3 separate regions of the Danio rerio genome follow, and regions 1 and 2 are each linked to region 3. Evidence: chromatin contacts called from public Hi-C and HiChIP or PLAC-seq data. All regions are on one chromosome and are shown on one strand. The core of a region is the stretch at or near the end of the contact, and the rest is flanking DNA. Distances in the headings are between cores, read along the strand shown. Region 1 holds the start of rab2a (RAB2A, member RAS oncogene family). Region 2 holds the start of chd7 (chromodomain helicase DNA binding protein 7). Region 3 holds the start of ralab (v-ral simian leukemia viral oncogene homolog Ab (ras related)).

Region 1 (4,289 bases), core at 1,489-3,988, 230 kb after region 3:
AATGTACTTACTGCTGTCATATTGTATTGCTAAACACCTTTGCTGCTATACAGGTGGGATGTGGTTAAGTTGAGGACAGGTTTAGTGCTTAATGTTTTAAGGTTAAAGGGTAGTTTAAGTTAAAGAGTCAGTAGGACAAATAAAGACACATGTTGACAGATGTAATAACATCAAGATAACGGTACTTAATCCACCAAAAATATTACACCGTATGTTCAATTTAAATGCTAGTAGACGCATATTTAAAAAACTCATTTTAAATAGGCTCCATGCAAAATATAGCCTTTAAAGGGTCACGAAACACCAAAACACATTTTTTGAGCTTTTGACAGTCGTATATGTGTCCCACACTGCTAAAAACACTATTAGGACACCTATATTTCACTAAAAAGTGTAAATTGGTTGTTTTTGCGTTATTTCAAGCAAATTCGTACTTCCTGTTTGAAACGAATTTTTGAAGCTGCGTCACGGTCATGACATAATAGCGTGTATTCCAGCATGCAGACTGGGCGTCTGTGCCTGAGTGAGTCTTATTACGTCTTACAGTGTGATGCATTAATGCATTAGTAAGGCTTGGTTCAAACCAATCAGCGAGCTCTATTGTGCAACTTCATTAATATTCATTTGTGTCACCGTGTTTACACCACAAAGACGCCACGTTGTGTTGACAAAACAAGCGTGAAGTGTTGCTTTTATAGTTTGCTGCCGTTAAGTTTCGTTTTCATTTTCTCTCTGTGAGAGCTCAGCTGGATCACGTGTGGATTAACAGTGTACGCGACGCTCGACAACAATAACTTACGTGTCTAAGGGGGATTATTGTTTACCTGAGAGCTGTTCTCATCTGCAAACGCTGAAATCTGGATTTGCTTGTAGTATTCTCTCCATAAAGACGCGGCTCTAGTTGCTGGTGATTGTCCTGTCTCTACAGATTTGGTAAGTGAGCGACCAGTGCTCTTTGTTTATTCAGTTTGTTCATATCGAATTAAGTTAACTATAGCACTGAGTGCAGAAATGTTAGCACCGCATTTAGTGACCGAAATAACACACGCGGCTTTCTGACGCTGCCTGCCGTGTGCATCTAAGTTTCCGGGAAATGCGGAGTTTTTTTTCCCTCTCATTCGCCGTGCGGTATCAAACATTGCATGAAAAATACACGCTTAGAGCAGATCCTCGAATCAAATATCTCGTTTGTCGCGAGAGGCATGAATGAATTCCCTGAATGAAAGAGCCAAACTGCAGTTAAAGTCCAACATTTAATAATTTGGCAAATAATTCGACTACAGATGTCCATGTAGGTTAAACACCATCGCTTTCTCCTGTCTGTGTGGGTGTGTATTTTGACTCTGAAACTCGCGCGTGCACAAATAGACACTCCCACACCATCCCACTTTAGTTCCTCCGACACTCCCCCCTAAACAGAGCTGGACACGCCCACTTTTCTGACTTTTTCGAAAGTGGAGGTGTGAAAACACCCTGCTGAAACGAGGGGGTTTCATGGCCCTTTAAAGGGACTACTAATAAAAATGAGCCAGTTTGGATAAAACTGACCCATTTTTACCATGTTATTTTGTTTTGTGTATTATTAATGTGCATTACACTTGATTAAATGAACAAAAATTAATAACTTGGAACCAACTAATACCAAAAATCATGTGGACATCTTATTAACGCAGTATTTATGCTATAATCCAAAAAATGTTTATGGGAATAATCAGAATCATCTGTGTAATGAGAAAAAAAAAAACTATACTAAGGCAGAAATGCATTGACTGTTGTTGTCGTATGTCTTGAGGAAAGGCCTTCAGTGACAGAAATCTGATGAGAACACTAGCAGGCCACAAATATGCACAGACATTATATGGCCCTGACTAATAAACGTGTCACTTTTATTAATGATACAAACTCGTTTCTTTTATAGCAGTCATTACTTATTAAACGTTCTGAAGAAGAAAAATGCAGCGGAATCAACGCCATTTTCAGAAAGAGTAAATAGCTGCTAGCGATGTTGGCTATAGCTAGCCAGGCTGCTTTTGGCCTTTAGATTAGCTGGACTCAAGAAAGATGTAAGTGAAGGAAGCAAACTCTCCGTCAGACGCACTGACAGGTACACAGCATGTTGCTTTTTCGCTCAACGTGTCATGCTAACAGAAAGCAGAGATTCTGCAGTCGTTATCGAGGCGGACAGCTGATATGAAGCAGCGTTTAGCCTGTCTGCTAACTCCCCCACCCAGCGGAAAACAAAAGACCGTGACAGCCTTTTAACTGCACGCCGCTGTCGTGACATAAAGCACACGCTTGGAAGTTGACATAAAGTGTGCGATAAAACGTAGCCCAGGAGCTAATGAGGCAGATGGAGAGACAAAAACAGGCTGTCAGATGTTTCTCCCACCCCTCGCGCCTCTGCTTGAACCACGTCATTAAGTCCAACACTGCGGAAATAAGCGAGTCTCGGCCGCTGCTTACCCGTGTCTCCGATGATGATGTACTTGAAGAGATACGCGTACGCCATGGCCAACCGCTCCCGGATCAACCTGTTTTGGCCTTACTAAAATGGCTCCGTGAAGCTAAAACCGCTGGGAAAGCGTGTGTGCGAGATATGCCTCCGCTAAGCCAGCCCTTTTCTCTCTTCGACGGGAAGGAACAATAAACACCTCGAGCTCCAGCCGGCCTACGTCACACGTCCCGCCTTCGCCACGCACGCAGAACAGAAGAGGATCTGCTGGACCTCACCGGAAGTTGGCTCACCTCACCGCGATGTGTCAGGTCAATGTTCGCCCTCAGGGCAGAGAGACAGTTTGGGTTTTTAGTTGTGATGTTTAAGGAGGCTTATTTTTCTCTAAACACATCAAAAGGATTTATTAGCATTTTAAAAGTTTCAAGCCTTGTACTGATATCTTAAAAGCCATATTGGGTGAACTGATTAAGTGCCTATCCGTTAACTGAGGTTGCAATTCACACAGGCTTATCAAAATTGTACAGAAGATTGGAAAAATGTTGTCTGGTCTGATGAGTCTTGATTTCTGATGCAACAGGCTCAGAATTTGGCTTCAACAACATAAGAGCATGGCAAATCTGCAGCAACTGCATGATGTTATCATGTCAATATGGACCAAAATCTCTGAGGAATATTTTCAGTGCCTTGTTGAATATATGCCACAAAATATTAGGGCAGTTCTGATGGCAAAGGGGGTCAAACCTGGTACTAGTAAGGTGTACTTAATAAAGTGGCCAGTAAGTGTATATTGCATATTGCATACATTCAAAATGTAAAGACGCGCAATAGGATTCCTTTAAAGATTAAGCTCACTCCAAAATCAAAATACTGTCATATTTGCTCATCCTCTCTCTCAAACCTGCAAGAAATCCATTAATTTAAAAAACTTTTCCTTAAAACAAGCAAAATAATCAGCCAATGGTGTAATCAAAATAATAGTGTTTTCATTTTTTTACATTTTTTTTGCTTACCCCACTGCCAGATTAATTTATGAAAAACTCACTTAATTTTTAGAAATTATTTCTGAAAACAAGGCGATACTTTTTTTTTACTTGTCTAGGAAATAATTTTTTATTTTATTTTTTAGATATTGGAACTAACAAGAAAAGCATTTATTAATATGCGGGTTCAAAAATATTTAAACATTAAGAAAATCAACTAAAAAGTTCTCTAAATGTAGTGTTTAATGCACATTAAGCAAGAAAAAAGGATTTGATATATTTAAATTATGAAATTTACACTTGTCAGTCATTATGAACAAATTCAGAATTAGTTTTGATTTGAAAAAAAAAACCCAAACCAAATCAGTCAGGCCTGGTTGGTACCATGACGCTGATTATCAATCTTTTCTGTGTGTATTCCAAACGGTTGTAGCACCCTCCAAAGGGCACTTCAGAAAGAAAACAATCATGGCTGCCATAGTTTCTATCCAAATTGAAGTGCTCAAAACTGGCTACTTCAAAGGACCCTTTGAAGGATTTTGAGGGATAAAACTGATGGATGCTTTGAGCAGGGAAGTTATTTGGTGTCCCACACTGCATTCATTTCAGAAGGGCTCATACCTATGCTCTAATCCAGGGAGTCAAACTCAGTTACTGGAAGACTGGAGCCCTACAGAGTTAAATTCCAACCCTGCTACAACACACTTAAGCCGCAGTCAAACTGGGTTTTGAGCATGTCCAATTCTGTTGTACAGCGGGGTAAAACATGTCAATGGAGCAAAAAGTGCTTTTTTGTTGCAGTTTTGGAACCCATTAGAAGTGAATTCAAGCTTTGATTCTGTGTTCAGGAAAAG
Region 2 (4,099 bases), core at 897-3,396, 200 kb after region 3:
TTTAAGTAACAAAACTGAACAAACGAAATCACTTTAGTTCATTAAAAAGCCTAACTAAATCAATTATTTGTATTCAAACGAACTGCAACATTAATTTACACAACTTACAAATAATGTTTAACACGAATCACTACAGGATTTGACGATACTAAAGTGTACTCAAACTTTTCTCTAAAGACAAAAGAGGAACCGGCACTTGACTTTTCGATTTGATGCAACTAGTGAACAAGCCCCAGCAACCACAAGAAAAGGCAAGCGAGATGAAAAGCCTAAAGCGACTACAAAGCAGCCTCACATCTGCTCCGCCATACCGGCTTCATATCTGCTCATTGAGTGGACCTACACACATTAAAAGCTGCCATCTTAGGTTAAAGACATGAGAGGGAGCGAGACAACGACGATACGATCTTCAAACGATTCTTTGTTGCAGTTTCAGGTTTAAATAACATTTAAATCAACTTTAAAACGCCAAGTCGTGTACTTTTGTTCATTTTTAACAACAAAACACGCACGCGTGTTAAAACTCGTATCAAACCCTATATTGGAGTAAAAGTAAATTTTTTTCCACTCTTCGTGACTTTTAAACGCTGTAAATTAAACAGGTGCTTTTTAAGTTTTCTGCGCGTATTTATTACGCAGATTAGCTAATAAAGGCAATTTTAACTTGATAGAAAACAAAATGTAAACTTTTCAAAACAAGTAAACATGTCCAATAATAAACCAGGTGCGTTTTCCCCCAGTTCCCGATCCCCCTCCCTTTAAACCGTCTACCTGTTGAGGGGCCAAAGGGACAAAAGAAACGTGTGATGAGTTGTGTCCAGCTAGCTAGTTAGCTTGTTGTGAGACAATGAAGTCGACGCTGTCCGTCTCTTAGCAGATCGGCCACTTCCAAGCAGCTAATTACCCCAGCGCACGCCTGCCTCTGAACGCACTTCTCCCAGCCGAGCACTCGATCAAAATAACACAGATTGCCGAATCCAGAGCACAAGCAGCACACGTGAAGTGTGTTTATCAAAGTATGTTGAAGTTTTGACTTTCATAAACGGATAAAAAAAAGAAAACGAGGGGTTGACCATCTGGCCTCAAGCAACCTTCCATGGTATCTATATTGTCCTTCGGACAAGCGCACTTTCCGACACGCTTTGCTGTTTCCACACGCTATTTCGAGCATCATCGAGCGATAAAAGGAAAAACACAATTACAGCAACTTTGGCGTGATTCTTACTTGCAGTTTTGTGCGCTTGAAAACTATTTAATAAGTGTAATTGTTGATAGAAGGGGTCGGGGATCTCCCTCATTCAGCTCGGCCAATGACTCACCTCTAACGTTACGTTCAAACCACCTCGTGTCTCAACAATTAGCTAGCTAACGAACGCTTACTTTATACGCTTTTGAAAAAAATAGTTTTACCCATTAACGTTATAATATGAAGTGTACAAATGTTGTCTTACAACTTGAAAGGAAAAAGTCCTTGTATCCAATTTATCTCAAATATTTATCGCTTCCACTCCTATAGGGATCCGTGCGGCTCTATACAATGCAGTGCGCGTGAGCTAAATGAGCTAATGTTAGCATGTGCTCGAGCTAGTTTGAGATTCTTCGAGAAGTTAAAATGCCAAGAAACGAAAAAGCCAACGTGTGGTGTGTGTTCTTCCAGCGAAACATTTAATTGAAATAACTTTTTTGCCGTTTTAAAACACCGTTTTCACCGCGAGCACCACCATGGCTGAAAACAAGTTAAATGGCACTCAAAAACAGTTTTCTCACAATGAAAGCACATGTATAATTGTACAAAAACGCAACAAACGCCTGGGACTATCTAATAAGTTTGTGTGCGATTGATAAAGTTTGTGGATTCGTGTCGTATCGTTAGAAAGAAAGGCAAATGCTTACCCAACTCAACGCGGGTCAGTTTAGGGTTTTCGCCAATTAACTCCTCTTCGTATATCCAGAAAATCCGTTTAAATACGCGAATAACTGTCGAAATTCAAATAGTGCCGATGAAGTCGGCGTCTCAGCGTCCCGTCCTCGCTGACTCTGCTTCTCTCCTTTGTGTTAATTTCACTCAATTCGAGTTTAATCCGATCGATCCGGGCAGTCGCGTTCTCGTGTCCTCTCCTCTAGACACTCGCGCTCGCTCACCTTCCACAGGCAGGGGGCGCGTGCATGACTCTTACTGGATAAACATGCGTGCGCGTGAGTGACCTCGCCGGGCTGTGACGCAAGTGCCTTTTCTTTTATTTTACAGGTCTTTATAAGCATTTATTTGAAAATAATTGTCTCGGATAAACTTTTATGAATGGGCTTCTTCTATAAATGTTGTTTTGAGACTTCGTTATATTATATTTAAGAATTTTCAAGGAAAATAAACATTGTGTATATACACACTTGCTGAAATGTTGTAGGTTCAGGGGAATGTTTGTTTGCTGACTTAAGAAGTCATGTAAATATCTTTATGTATTGTTAAAACACGAAAAAGTGTGTTTTACTGCAATGTAGTGAGTGAATGTGTTTCACATTTTAAAAAGATTTAGGTACAGCATGATGAAATTGCTTTCTTGAATCTGATTAACTTACTACATTTACATTCATTACTCTACAGCTCAAATAACTATACCGTTGATAAACAATGGCATCAAAGCCATACGTAAACAAGGTGAATTTACCTGAAGCGTAAAGCAACCAATCCCTGTTGGCGCCTGTAGCCCGGATGTTCAGGCCTGTCCTTGATCTAAATGCCTGCAGACCGTAATAAACTGAGCATTTCTTTGGCGCCATTACATGTTTTGACATTAAATGTAACACGTTGCGGAGTTGTGTTTGTAAGATTATTTAACTGTAACGCCATTTTCTAAACAACTATGAATATTTATTTTTGGTAAAAAATATAATTAGTATTAAGTTAAATGCTTTTAGTTGTTCCAGACAGCTATGAAAGAAAGTTCTTTCAGAAAGTTCAGACAATGATCATTGGTTAAAATAATAATTTAATTTATGATTTAATCAGCGATATTCCATCTAATATTGACTTACAGCTAAGTTCCAGGTATTTTTATTGTCATCTAAAAATCAACGCGTCTAAAACAAATTGCTGTAAAATAAATTAAGTTAAAATAAATGATGAATGAATGTCATCTTCATAATAAATGAACTCCCACACATACATAAGCAAGCAAAAACACGCTGAGTTTAGAAGGTTTTATTATATTTTTTTCGTGATAGCATTTAATTTTGAGAACACAGCAAATAAAGTTGAGGGTCACAAAGTTACTCCAGGTTTGGCTTTATCACACCCCTTTCACAACAGACAAGATGTTCACCATATATTTATTTATTAACAACATAGTGCCAAGAGAAAGCAAGTCTTTACACAATCACTCAGACACCTAAATTAATGTGGATCTGCACTGACGTTACACTGCGGACTGAATTGGAGAAAAAATGAACTTTAAAGACAGGAAAGAAAAACAAAACTCTTTATATGCATACAGATGCATGCATACGTGACGACTTGTATGGATGTATAGGCATAGGTATGTATGCGTGAGTGTCTGTCTAATGGATAAGTGAGTCTAGCGTTATCATATGCAATATGCGATTGCACGTCAATCACTGAAATGATCCTGCGGAACATGAATATGTTATTTCTGTTGACGTCCCAAAATCCTTTTAAGGCAAACAGCAGATCTAGTTCTGGAGAGGTGATCCATAACTGGAGCCATGATTTTTAGAACACAGGTAAACACAAATTTGGCATTAAAATAGGTATATAGAGCCATAGTTTCTATACAGAGAGGAGGTTCGGAGGGGGCACGAATACGAGGGGTCAAGGCAGATGGCAGGACCAAACTAAAACAAATGAAGTAAAAGATTACCTTAAAATGGTGTCAAAGCAGGTTTTTGGAAATATCGCAATACTGTTGCAGTTTTTCAAGCTCTATTCATACAGTATAGAATTTAAGCAAATTCATTACAGAATTCTAGCTCGGTCAACGTACACCAAAGCAAGAAATGATAACTATATATACAGAATGTGAATGATAAATACAGATTTAAAACAGTCCTGCTTCTTTTTCTTCACTTTGATAACACCCGTTCC
Region 3 (4,307 bases), core at 737-3,236:
GAGTACATGATAACAGAATTTTTGATTTTTAAATCACTTTACAAAATATATAAATAAAAGAGACTATCATCAAAAACCTGCACATGCATTAGATAAACAGAGTAGTCTATTATTACAGTAAATGATGACATAATTTTAATTTTCAATCCCTTTATTGCAGATTCTGTAACAGCCTTCATCTACAGGGTGGGACAATAAGCAAGGTAAGTTTTCACTTACAGCTCAAGGGAATCACCAATTTGATTAGGCATGGGCCGATTACCATATTCAGGTATTCCATGGTTTGGTTTGGTTAAAGTTAAGGCTTTAAAACTGCCAAAATTTCCTGCTATAACGTTCCTTTGGAAAAAAGTAAGATTTTTTTAATGTTTTGTATAAAGTGTTTTAGGACAACACTGTCTCCAGCAGAAAAGAGATCCATTAATTTGTAAAGAAATCTGTGTTTTTTTTTATTTTATTTACCCTGACATGTTTACTGCTCCAAAATATTTTACATTTTTCTCTAATTAAAATATTTTTGTTCAAAGGTAGAAAAAGTTTGTTTTTTACGCAGACATTTAAAAAGAACATATATTTTAGAGCAGCAATACTGTGAAACCGTGATTTTTTTTTTAATCCAAGGTTATCAAACCGTAATATTCCTATATGCCTAAAACGTGATACTGGTCAAACAGATTTAGTTTTTTTTCTGTGCAATTGTGTTCGTTTTGTGCATTTGAGAGCATCAAAGGTTTCTATTTACATTTTTTTCTCATTATGCTCAACAATAGCAATTACAGATATAATTTTTTCTTTAATAAAATGAGCAATCAGAGCTATTAACATTAGTTATAATCTGCTCAAAACACATTTTTGTGCTGGGTTTACAAATTCCATCACAAATTCTCTTATTATTGATACATTATACAATGTATCTTCACTAAAATCCTGTCATCAAGGTCTGTTATAATAATTTAAATCTGTAATTATTATAACAGAGTTTGATAACAAGATTTTAGAAAAGATAACAGAAAAAGCTGTATGACAATATTAAAGCTGTATCTCATAGATTTAGAATGTTTTTTTTCTGTAGCTACATGAAGACTAGCAGCATGTACAAGCAACAAAGTTTCAAGCTTGCTTATGAATGCTTCTTTTAGATATGACACTTGACTGGCCCAGAGCAGAGGATTGCTTTGATTTGACTACAAGCATTTCAATGTAAATTGACATTCACTACACAACAAACTATAATGCAAAAGTTCACGTACAGCAACACTCGTGTAAGATAGGTTGCATCTCCTGCTGCTGGTACATATGAATGGTGATTAATATTAGGTTCAAAACTTGTCCATGACTCGTTTCTCCCAGATAAGTGCTACACTCCCCAACAATTAAACGACAGCCTGCATGCGCGTGATATTTGACACCTGTTCCGTTGGTACATCTGTTTACATGAAAACTACAATGAACTGGTTTAATATTTACACATAAGTGAATTATTTTAATCAACATATTTTAATCATTATCATTTCGCCCCAGTCGCATCATTCAAACAGGAAATCCCGACAAATTCAAGAGTTCACAGAAAGAGCTTATGACTGCTGATGAGCTAGCAAGCTAAATCCGTTATCGTTATTTCGAAATGAAACGTAGTACGAGCTGTTGTACTTCACTTGGTCATGGGTGTAAAATCATGAGTGATTTTCCTGTATTATTTAAATACACGAAGTGCGTTAAACATCACTTCCGTGTTTATAGAGGATTTCGTTTTAGCACTTTGTAGCTAACAGAGAAACGAGTTGCCCGAGTACTACTAAGTGCTATATCCGCAGCTAAGCAAGTAAACGAGTTGTGTTAGCGCAGTAAAAGTTGTATTATAAGTGTTTACAGATACTCACCAAATAAACAGGCACTGGTGTGTTGAAGGTGTTGTTAGCTTTGCTGCTACGGCAGATTTGTTTTGCTCAGTGCATGATGACTCAGAGAAGGGAGCAGCACTGCTGACAGCCTCGGCTGACTGGGCTTGGTCTTCCTCACTCGGACTAAGAATTTACTTCTGAACGGAAAGAAATGTTGTTAATGTATGCGAATATCTAAACTAGTCAACGCCACGAAACTCGATGGGTTACGTCTCAGACTTGCGTTACTTTCTAAGATACAAAACCGTTTTAGTGTTGTCTTGCAACTTTTTAAATTATTACAATGACTCCATACATATAACGTTACTGGACGGGGTTTACTGTAGACACAATCTAGCATCTGCTTTTAGTCATCTTTACCAGAAAATTGTCCGCCTAGAGGTCTCCTACTGTACTAGCAGGAAAGCGCTCGAGCAGCCAACAGTATGAAGCTGAAGTTCCATTGCTCACGTTGTTATGTACTTAAATCATGATTTAAACTTACCAGTTAATCTCAAACATTCATCGATTCATTTTCCTTTGGCTAGGTTCCTTTACTTATCAGGGATTGCCACAGCGGAATGGACTGCCAATTTATCATATGTTTTACACAGTGGATGGCCATCATGCTGAAAAATCCAGCTTAAACCAGCCTAGGCTAGTTGGCTTGTTTTAGCTGGTCAACCAGCCTGGTCTTAGAGGGGTTTCAGCCATTTTCAACCTGGCCTTAGCTGGTCAGGCTGGGAGATCACCAAGTAAAACCACCCTATAGGTCATTTTTTAGCCTGACCAGCTATGACCAATGGCAAATGGCCAAAACCCCTCTAAAACTATGCTGGTCAACCAGCTAAAATCCATCAACCAGCCTAGGTTGTTTTAAACTGTTTTTTTTTTTTTCAGCAGGGCTTCCAGCTGAAATCCAGTGTTGTGAAGCATTCATACACACTCATACACTACAGCCAATTTAGTTTATTCAATTAAGCTATATCGGACTTTGGGGGAAACCAAAGGACCCGGAGGAAACCCATGTGAACGCTGGGAGAACATGCAAACTCCACACATATGCCAACTGACTCCAACTAGCTGCCTTCTTGCTGTGAGGTGACACTGCTAACTACTGAGTCACCGTGCTGCCCTCATCTCAAACAGAATAACACATTTCTCTGTCTAATATTCATTGCAAAACATGCAAGTTGTACATTTATATCCAAATCAGTTCTCTTTTCTGAAGGATTTCTAAAATAATTTTTAGTCAGTTATATGTCTTGGGGTCATTTTGAGGGTATGAACTCATTTCCACCAAAGTTCACACAAGTGTAGCTCACAATAAAGGTGCATTAATAAGCAACATTTGAAAAGCACTTTCGACCAGTATCAGACCAAGGCCCAGCACACTTTTGCAGCCTATCAACAGTTGGGTTTTGGGTGTTTGATCTTTTTTATTTATGTAGGTGCATGCGTGTGTAACATTGTAACAATACCAGCTATCAAAAATATAGGGTTGGTATTTCTGAAAGTCAGGAATAATTGGCTTCTATGGACACTTTGGCTGCACACCTTAAATAAAAATATGACAATAATATTTGGAAATGCTTTGATTAAATCAATTGATATTGATAAATATATTTTTAATATAATAATTTTTTTTTGCATTATAATATTTTATTTTATTTTAATTTCTGTGATGGCAAAGCATACATTTTCGCATTATTACTCCTGGCTTCAGTGTCACACAATCCTTCAGAAATAATTTCATAATGCTGGTTTGGAAGACTGTTATTGAGACATCAGTCTAGTATCCGAAATACATTTTTCAAGATTATTTGATGAATAGAAAGTTTTAAAGACCAGTTATTGTAAATGAAAGCCTTCCATGTATCATTTTACAATCACCCCAATTTCTCTTGGCTTTAATGAATAACAACAAGATCTTTCTCATGAGGTAAAGCAATTTGAACAGTGTTTATTGTAAATATGAAAATGGATGTGAAACAAAAAACAAACCCTGAGGCATGTAGGGAATGACTGTGAAAAAAAGTATATGCCTCTTTTAAAACAGTTGTTGACACTATATTTATATTTATTTATTGTTTTTGTATATAATCATACATTTGGTTAATCTGACATCTTTTCTGGCTTTGCGTTGAAGTGCTGAAATCGAGGCACAGAGCTCACGGAGTTTCGAGAAAGATTGCTGAATGTTTGAATCTGCAACCAGCTGTGTGATACATTTGCTATACAGTAGTGCCTCTGGTTTTAAGCAAGATTACATATACGCACATCTCTAATACGACATAACCTTAAACACTAAATGCTGACGTATGTCTTTAGTCAAATAGGAGTGGCTCTCCATTCTTTCCCCTCAGTGAGAGCGCGAGGTTGGTGGATGAACACGCTGAAGCGCACACCCTGATTAGCAGCAGCTCG

Evidence for each region. Hi-C and Micro-C count contacts between places; a contact is called where the count stands out from the background. HiChIP or PLAC-seq counts read pairs in DNA pulled down with a chosen protein or histone mark.
Region 1: an H3K4me3 HiChIP or PLAC-seq map of gastrula embryo shows a contact between it and region 3, with 4 times the contacts expected there. The contact joins the promoter of rab2a here to the promoter of ralab in region 3. A contact is called at or near these places in 3 of 18 Hi-C or Micro-C datasets (caudal fin and embryo) and 2 of 4 datasets of contacts at active chromatin or transcription factors (caudal fin and gastrula embryo).
Region 2: a Hi-C map of hematopoietic stem cells shows a contact between it and region 3, with 2.9 times the contacts expected there. The contact joins the promoter of chd7 here to the promoter of ralab in region 3. A contact is called at or near these places in 2 of 18 Hi-C or Micro-C datasets (hematopoietic stem cells and an unstated tissue) and 2 of 4 datasets of contacts at active chromatin or transcription factors (embryo and gastrula embryo).

What each region holds. Positions count from the first base shown.
Region 1 is chr2:25,074,663-25,078,951 of GRCz12tu, forward strand. rab2a (RAB2A, member RAS oncogene family) reads right to left here and starts at 2,739. Exons shown (of 8, transcript NM_201454.2): 1 at 2,464-2,739. The coding sequence starts at 2,509. LOC141378050 (a long non-coding RNA gene) reads left to right here. Exons shown (of 2, transcript XR_012391490.1): 1 at 1-292; 2 at 1,509-1,648. It also overlaps a transcript of ca8 not described here.
Region 2 is chr2:25,047,945-25,052,043 of GRCz12tu, forward strand. chd7 (chromodomain helicase DNA binding protein 7) reads right to left here and starts at 2,147. Exons shown (of 38, transcript XM_692864.9): 1 at 1,894-2,147. rab2a (RAB2A, member RAS oncogene family) reads right to left here. Exons shown (of 8, transcript NM_201454.2): 8 at 3,185-4,099.
Region 3 is chr2:24,845,411-24,849,717 of GRCz12tu, forward strand. ralab (v-ral simian leukemia viral oncogene homolog Ab (ras related)) reads right to left here and starts at 1,987. Exons shown (of 5, transcript NM_001007321.1): 1 at 1,881-1,987. It overlaps zgc:55781, which reads right to left. Exons shown (of 2, transcript NM_214694.2): 2 at 3,820-4,307. The coding sequence ends at 4,212.